Linked DNA regions of Triticum aestivum: region 2 is linked to region 1. Evidence: chromatin contacts called from public Hi-C data. All regions are on one chromosome and are shown on one strand. Each heading gives the region's core, a stretch centred on a gene start, on an enhancer-like site or on the middle of the called end of the contact. The rest is flanking DNA. Distances are from core to core; before and after follow the strand shown.

The links. A called contact is a pair of places that touch in the nucleus more often than the background predicts.
Region 2: a Hi-C map of leaf shows a contact between it and region 1, with 4 times the contacts expected there. The contact joins the promoter of LOC123054060 here to the promoter of LOC123054059 in region 1. A contact is called at or near these places in 2 of 5 Hi-C or Micro-C datasets (both in leaf).

The regions. Positions count from the first base shown.
Region 1 is chr2D:494,877,068-494,881,603 of IWGSC CS RefSeq v2.1, forward strand. It overlaps LOC123054059, which reads left to right and starts at 1,895. Exons shown (of 4, transcript XM_044477723.1): 1 at 1,895-2,375; 2 at 2,964-3,119; 3 at 3,505-3,716; 4 at 3,812-4,077. The coding sequence starts at 1,992. The coding sequence ends at 4,010.
Region 2 is chr2D:495,063,646-495,068,181 of IWGSC CS RefSeq v2.1, forward strand. It overlaps LOC123054060, which reads left to right and starts at 1,967. Exons shown (of 1, transcript XM_044477724.1): 1 at 1,967-3,107. The coding sequence starts at 2,230. The coding sequence ends at 2,838.

The sequences.
Region 1 (4,536 bases), core at 645-3,144:
GCTTTCGCCCCGCTTTATAAATAAAGCAACAAACCAGCAAGCTGCAGATCGGAAGGATCAAACCTGAAAACACCCAAACAAAGACGAACGAAGACCGGATCCAAATGGATCCAGCGAAGACCAGCACCGACTGAATCCCACGAGATCCGGCGGAGACACACCTCCACACGCCCTCCGACGAAGCTAAACACACCATCGGAACGGAGATAAAATGTGGGAGACATTATTCCTACTAAGGGACACGCGCTGCGACACAACCCCAACCAAGACGCCAAACCTAACAATAACGAGAACGGGTCCCTCCCGCCGGCGGGGGCCGAGGTCCTCCGCACCTACATGACCCAAAGGCCATCGAATATGTGGTGGACCGATGGCGGCACCGACGGGAGGAGGAGGAAGATCTTTTCTTGTGGAGGAGGAAAGAGAAAGCGTATGCACATATACAATAGCATTTTTAGAGATACTAATATGACGTTTTAAGAACAGAAAACAAATTGTGTTTTAATGGTTTAGGCCCTCCCAAACATTGGTGCAACGATAATTTGCCACACCTCCTTGTCATACAGTCTTCCTTGGCTCCATCCCTGCATGTAAACCTTATCAAATTTTGTATTCCCTCCGTCCGCAAATACTAGTCGGAGAAATAATTTATTCGACAAGTATTTCCGGACGAAAAAAGTATTGACTACGTTCAGATTTATTGGGATCCTTCATATTTTTGGCCAAACTATCAACATAGCTAACAAAATATGGGATATGTTACAGAAAGTATGACATTGGATTTGTATTCAAAAGAGTCATTCGAGGATATAACTTTTGTGACATACTGCCTCCGTCCAGAATTGCTTGTCGCAGGAGTTTCTGCGACAAGTAATTCTGGATGGAAAGAGTACAATTCATATTTATAGCTAAAATTTATACAATTAAAATAGAAGGGGCCAATAAATCTGGACGAAAGGAATACAACCCATCTCCAGGTCTTTCCAAGGCTCGCGTGATTCCGTCCATTTTATAATAAAAAAGCATATCGTATACTGTAAAGTACGGTCTGTGAGAGTACAGGAGTATACTACTCTACTGTAGCGTTGACCGCTGGTACGGCGTATAGTGTACTGGTACAATAGATCAGAGATTCAGAATATGCAGCAGAGCAGATCACCGTAGCAATACGCTTACGGCTGCTGCATGTTGCTGCGGTGTGTGTCTCTTCTGTCGCCGTCTGCCTAGGGACAAGCGTGAATTAAAAACTCGAAAGAATCAGAAAGATTAGACCTGTGACTTCAAGGGCCCATCGGTCGGAGTTGGACGGAGTTAAATAATGAGCTCACGAAAAGCTGTGACAGTTCCTTAATTCCTCTGCTTAGCCCCTCCCACGTCATCAACCGCTGGCAATTAGTACAATACCATATATGCTGAGAGCGATTATCCTAGATATATGTATACGTGACCACAGGCTTCTGCTTCTGGATTTCGCAAAAATAAAAAAGGCTTCTGCTTCTGGGCCCACGCGTCAGAGAGCTGATATGCCTGTATCATCGCATTGTGGCAGCGTACGGTGCCAACTGCTTCACTGTCAGTCACTCAGTCCAGTGAGCACACTCATGTGACTAGTGAGCACGCCAAGTCTGATAGCGTGGTCTCAGTTCTGTAGCCACACTGCACCGCACTACACCCTTCGCTGACATAGCGGCCGAGCAATATTCGGGCCCACACGTCATCTTCTAGTCCTATACCATCACCCCATGGCCCGTCTCTAATGTACCGCATGTACCGATGACTGGTAGGTGGGACTGAGGTGTGCGTGTCCCCACCTGTCATCGTAAAGATGCGCGCCGCGCTGGTTCCTCTTTTCCTTAAACCGCACGCCAGAACCAGGGCCAAGCCCACCACCGGGGAAAGAGCAGGGGACGGAAAGGTCAAAAGGCAGGGAGCAAAACAGTGACCACAGTAGGAGCACGCAGCCAACGGAGGGAGCCGAGCGGCTGACAGATATGCTTCCGGGAGGGGAAGACGGCAAGCGGCGCGGCGCCACCGCCGACGCCGAGGCCGGCGCGAACGCGGCCGCCCTGAACGACCTCTGCGCCACCGCCGGGGACGCGGGGCGCCCCGTGCCCGCGCCGTTCCCGAGGCCGGCGGCCTTGGCGGTCGCGGCGCTGCTCGCGGTGGGGATCGGGCTCGGCGTCCTCGTCCTCGCCGTCGTGCGCAGCCCCGTGCTGCTCGTGCTCGCGCTGGTGCTCTCGGCGGCCGTGTCCGCGTTCCTCCTGTGGAATGCCGCGGCCGCGGCTTCCGGCCGCGTGCTGCGGCGGTTCGTCGACGGGCTCCCGGCCTCCAGCCTCCGCGCCGCCGCCGACGGCCAGCTCGTCAAGATTACCGGCGTACGTTTTGCGATTGCTTATGCATTTTACCTGTTCTCGATCGCAATTGCAATGAAATTGATCTAACAAGTCCAACAAGTGTTCTGTTCTCAAGTCTCGTGCCTGCCGAAATTGAGCCGCCATTTGGTGGGGCAGTAAATTCAGTCGCATTTTGTATGGAGTATACTAAGTGTATCGATTTCTAAGATAAGATATGTGAAGTATAATGCGCGCGACGTGTAGCCTTTCCGCATCTTGTGGCAATCCCACTCATGTGCCGTGTAGTATAGGTGCATCAATCTTTTGGATGGGTGTATGCTCGTTGACCTTATCTTGAAAGTTAGTTCTCTCAGATTAGATTGCTGTGAATAGAAGCTTCGCTGGCTGGATATTATAATCTTGCAAGGGGAAAAGAGCTGCCTACTTTATTTGCCAAGCTTACATAAGTAACTTCTATGTAAAGACTAAAGGCTAATGATCGTTCCTTTTGGTTTCTCGGCTTGCCGATTCATTGCTGTGGTACAAGCATTGTTTTCCTTGTGCATTTACCATGTGAGTAGAATGGTGTGCTAATCTCATATATGTTGTAATGTTCCTTCTTTTGTGCAGCTGGTTTCATGTGGTGATATTTCGTTGATTTCTTCATATGAGAAGGTGGAGAACTGTGTATACACATCTACGCTGCTAAGAAAATGTGGTAGATGGGGTTCTGAGGTGGCAAATCCTAAAAATAATTGCTCCAGGTGGAAATTGACACATGCTGAGGTAAGAATGCTCTGCGGTTATCTACATCTAATTTGCAGAGATTATTTATCCTTGTATGTACCACACACATACTTCATTCATCTTGCACCTATCTCATCGCAATTTTGCTTCTTTTCTGTAATGATTATGTATTCTGCTTATCGTGCCTTAAGCTAGTCTACGCACCACAACTGTGTTACAAACATACTATCAGTCTATGCACCAAGGGTATTCCCTATTATTTTAGCTCCTTTTCCAGAATAATTGGTAAGCAACAAAATGCACCAAGGGTCAACCTTTGTAACTTTATAGTGCTTCTGCCGTTATTGTCGGTTTGTAGTACCTAGTGAGATACTACAGACATATGCTATTTTTTCTCATTTGAACATTTTGTGGAGTTCGGCAGAGGTTTGCTGCTGATTTCTACATAACAGATGCAAAATCAGGTAAAAGAGCCTTGGTGAAAGCTGGGTACCACACGAAAGTTGTTCCATTGATCGATGAAAATGTTTTGGTTACAACAAGCAGAAGTACCGATCTATCTTCAACCTTGAAATGTTGGCTACAAGAAAGAAATCTTTCTTCTGAAGAAGCTCAGCTTATCCGTCTTGAGGAAGGGTAATCAAATTTGTCCTGAATATCCACACCTTTTGTTTGTTTGTATCTTTGTAGATCGAGCCATCGAAAACTTACATGATTGCACAAACTTGTAGATATATCACGGAAGGAATGAAGTTGAGTGTGATCGGAATTTTGAGCAAGAAGAATGGAGATTTCATGATATTTCCTCCCCGTGAACCTATATCTACAGGTTGTGTGTTGCTGTCATTTCTCCTTCCAGCTTACTTTGATGGAATAGTTCTGAGACTAGTAGACAAGAGTTATTTTATGCCACATTCTGGAATTTCATGAAATATTATGACAATTCATGAGATGTAACAGCTAACAATTTTTAATCCAATACCCTTTTCCCCTGAAATTGTCTTCTGTACTGTACCACAAACTTTGCTTGAGGGCTCACACGGCTCGTTTTAGGTAACCCTATACATTAGAATGTGCTCCCTCCGTCCCAAAATATAAGATCATTTTTGACACTACTCGTTGTGACAATGTGACGTCTCCTATCCGGCAACAGATCATGTTGTCTTATTTCATTCGCTGTTTCAGTGGTTCCCGCCTTATCGGCCTGTTGCTATAGTGTCACCATTTTGTTTTGTTTCTCCCTTGGTAGTGTGGCCAAAACTGTAAATTTATATGCAGTGTGCTGTACTATCACCATTTTGTTTTGTTTGTCCCTTGGTAGTTTGGCCAATACTGTAAAATTATTTGCAGTGTGCCTCACAGAAACCTTCATAGTTTGGCTGTCGGACCACTGGAGAAAATACCTGTGCCTGTACTTTACCCGTCTTAACTAATCAAAGTTTGAAGATGTGATGCT
Region 2 (4,536 bases), core at 717-3,216, 190 kb after region 1:
CTTAATGATGCCATCAAGAAGGGAACAATGCTCAAGAGTGTCGTCGTCGCCAGCTGTGGCCACGACTAGAAACAAAGGCTTTCACCTGGATAAACCTCACAAGCCCTGCACCATGGTGAGGTAGATTTGGGTCGAGCCCTATTTGGCCCCCATAGTGAGCCCGAGGCTGCAACCACCTGAATCGATCGCCCGTGGTGCGTTGGAGCAACACACAAGGGTGTTCCTTGCTGTCGGAAGGGAAGGTCATAGCCGACCAGGCGCCGCCGCATACAACGCTACCTAGGCACTGGGTCGCCATAACAAACCACTGCATATGATGGAGCACCGTTTGAGGCCGACCATCGTGCCATCCTTCACAGGGGCGCGTGCACCCGAGCAAGGTAGCGTGAGGGGAAACTCACGCCCCCTACGACAACGAGGGGAGGCGGAGAGGAGATGGGTAGTTGGCGGTTGCCAGGGTTCCCACCCAAGCCGCACAATAGGAGCGACACAAGAGCCTTTTTCACATGTTCACTCATGCAAAATTGGGAGATAATTTCACTTCTTCCACCCTGTGCACGAACCAAGGATGCACACATTCTTTTTGAAATATGAGTACTAGGATATGTATCTTGGTCTCACCATGTTTAGTCCACATGAAAGTTTGAAATACGAGTACGAGGATTATTTTCTTAGTTAGTGGACTAGTGCATGTAATCCACCACGTATCAAGCATGGTCCTCATTACTCCAATAAAGAATGTTGAAGTACCCGCCTCCTGGGAACATCCTCACCGCCACCGTCAACCATCGTCGGACGAAGAAGAAGGCGACACACTTACCTGCTCATCGGTGAAGAATCTTTTTGACATGGACAAATTGAAGAGGCTGGGGGTGGCGGGAGTTCAGGTCGTGAGGCAAAGAGGGCTAAATAGGCAAGGCAATCAACGAGAGGTGACCGAATATTGGCCCCGCCGATTTTTCGAAGAAGCACGTGAGCTTGTGCCATCTCCCAGCTCACACGAGCTTCACGTCGCGTTTCCCTTCTCTGCCCGTGGAGAGCCTGGCCAAGTGAAAATGGTCGATTTGACCGTTACCAGCCTGGCTGAGAGGTCAGAATACCGAACACACCCCTACGGTATGTAAGGTTGAGGTAGAATATAGTATGTGAGCTGATACGTACTCCTACTTGATAAGGCCAAATGCTCATTTTTCCTGACTAGTCTACCTTATCAGCCTTGGATTTAGACTAGGCTCCACATTAAACATCCGGCCAAAGTAGGACACCGCATAATTTTCTTGTGGAACGTCAGTAACTTTTCATCAACGCAACGTTTAATAGGATTATTATCTGACGGCACAGCGTTAGGGCAAAACAAGCATTGTACTTACGTACGCACTTAACTGCCAGCGTAAGCTATACACCTCCACACAATTCCGTATGCTCCAAACTTGCGACAGGGAAACGGAACCCCTGGCCCAGACCATTTTCTTATCAGGTGAGACTGTGAGAGCGTGACGTCTCTTTTTTCCTTCTCATCCATCTCGCCTTGCCCGCAATGGAGGACGGGTGATGGCGGGATGGCGACCGGTAGGTGCCCTGTCAATTGCTGCCGCGATTCGTGCGTACGCATGTAGACATGGACGTAGCCCGGGATCGGATATACAACAAATAAACCGGAGTGTACACGGCCAAAACCCGAGCCCAAGAGATCCAGTTGTTTACTCGCGGCCCGATCCTCTATCATTTTGTTAACTGTGTGGCCGCCGATGACGTGTCGGTTGCTGTATCGACTGTATATACAGATGGGAAATGTCGTATCCTGTAGCGGTCGCGGTCGCTTCTTTTTGATCGGCAGCGACCCGGCGAGAAAGGATTCCGGATTTCTGGCCCAGGCCGCGCCAAATCTCCGGTTTCAGGCGCAGCGCCACCGTTGCACGAGCACCACAGACCCTCTCGCTCGCACGGCACACACGGCACACACACGACACGATCATAGGAAGCCCCCGACACCTGGGCAGGGCAGCCCCTCCCCCTCGTAGCCATCATCATTGCCCCAATAATTCACTCCCCGCACCGGAAGCCGATCGCCACCACCACCAGTAGAGCGCGCCGCGCGCCAATAATAGGGGCGCGCGCATGGCGTCCCAGCGCTGAAACACACTGCTCGCTGGTCAGTGGCCACTGGCCGGCCACCGCACGCACGCACCCACGCTTCGATCGAGCACGAGCACGGCGCGCAGCGGGCCGATGTCCATGCGCGACCGCGGCGCCTCCACCGTGTCCCCGTCGCTGCGCTTCCTCGGCTTCATTAAGCAGCCGGATGACGCCGGCGCTGCCGACCAGGAGCTCGAGCTCGACGAGCGCGACGTAGTCTGGTCGTCGTCCCCCTCCTTCTCCTCGGCCTCCACCGCCTCGTCGCCCTCGCCCACGCCGTCCCCGTCCGGGGGAAGCCACCGCTGGCCCCTCTCCTCCCGCGCGTTCCCGTCCGGCGGCGCCGGCCTGTCGTCGCTCATCGCCGACGAGGACAACCACTCGCCCAGCGCGGCCATCCCGGCCGCGGCCCGACGGGAGAAGCAGCCGCGCTCGCAGCCGTACCACCAGTCTGCGCCGGTGGCCGTGCCCGCCTGGTCCAAGGCGACGGCGGACAGGCGACGCCGGGAGGCGGAGCAAGAGGCCGCTGACGAGGAGGAAGAGTTGGAGGACGACGAACTCATGGTGCCGCCGCATGAGATGGCCGCGCGCCGGGCCGCGGCGGCGGCGTCGGTGATGGAGGGCGCTGGGCGGACGCTGAAGGGGCGCGACCTCCGGCGCATGCGCAACGCCGTGTGGCGCACCACCGGCTTCCTCGACCTGTGAAAAAGGACGCTCCTTTGGAGGTTTCTTTCGCTGCCCACGTCACTCCAATTGATGGTGTAGTATTTGTTACAGAAAATGTGGATCTTCTGTTGGTACGTTTGGGATTCTAGGTGAAATATTTTGATGTACTACTACTAGTAAATTATTAACAAGTGGTTATGTTTTTCCTAGAAGAAAAGAATGCTGATCACGGAGCAACTAAATAAGGTCTAAATGGCTGGTTTGAACTTGCAACTAACCACAATAGCCACTGGGATACAATTGCTTTATGATCTGTACCTTTTTTTTTGCAAAATGATACTTCCTTCGTCCCAAAGTGAAGGGAGTACTTACTACTGAGCTTCATTTAGAAGGGAAGAAAAAGATTTGCAAAAGGTAAGTAAAATGTGTTGCATGGTACAAACACGTACGAGTGTAACTGCTGTATTCTCTCTGTTCACTTTTATAAGATGTCTAGACAATTCAGACAGCCCACAGAATAGTGCAATGTCATCTGTCCAAAACGTCTTATAAAAGTGAACGGAGGGAGTAGTCTATTTTTATAATTGAAAAGAGCACAACACATTTTACCAGTCGTACGTGTATATGTGCATGGATTTTGTATGCCATTGTGATTAGCAGAGTGCTTTTATCTGATGTTGCACTAGTACTATATCCAGGGTCTCCTTTACCAGCTGCAGGTGAAGAATCCTCTTTCTCGTTGGCACACTCCTCTAATGGATTTGGTTTACAATAACGTTGATGCTGGTTTGATCCTTTTAACGCTAAATCCTGTTTTGGTGCTATCATTCGGGACAGCGCCGATTGCCTTTTTTTCTGCTTGGAATCGACTGGAAGGATGCTCAGATGGAACCGAAGTTAAACTGTTATCTTGTTGAGAGCATATCTGATGGTTGTGAGATAACTGTTGCTAAAATTTGCTAGTTTTTTTTTCTTTATATAAAGATGGCTCTCCCTCCGATTTCATTTAGTAGAAACAACACTGTCTTAAATATAGTAGAACAAAAGAATAAAAGCAGCATATGCCATATATGACCTAGAGCACCTAGATATATCAAGCTGATCCACGGTCGTCCGAAGATCCACCTTCAGCGCACCATCAACAAGCCTTGTACTCATGAATATACCCATACCCTACTCGTTTATACTAACATGTGGACCTTACCCGTGAAGTCTGTCGTGAGCTTGTGAACCTATGTTAAAGTTGTCACCAATTATCAATTTAAATTAAGATAATTGTTATGTACTCATATATCTGTTATTGAGTTGAGATAAATATTACTTTTTGTCAAATGTGATACCGATGAATGTAAAATTGTGAATATCGTGTGTACTATTTAATCTAACCATTGTGTACCACATGTGAATTTGGTATTCGTTCGATATTTTGATAATATGTATGTTGTTGCTTTCTTTAGTGATGTCATGTGAACGTCGACTATATGACACTTCACCATACTTGGGTCTAAGGGAAGGCATTGTGGAGTAAAAAATAGATGATGAGTTGCTAGAGTGATTGTAGGATCGAAAGTATGTCTAGAGGGGGTGATTAGACTACTTGACCAAATAAAAACCTAACATTTTCCCAATTTTAGTTGTGGGCAGATTTTAGCAAATCTGGCAAGTCAACCATCACCCTACACATGTAATTCTAAGAGTATAGAACGGTAAAGTAAGACATTGCACATGTAAGTAAAG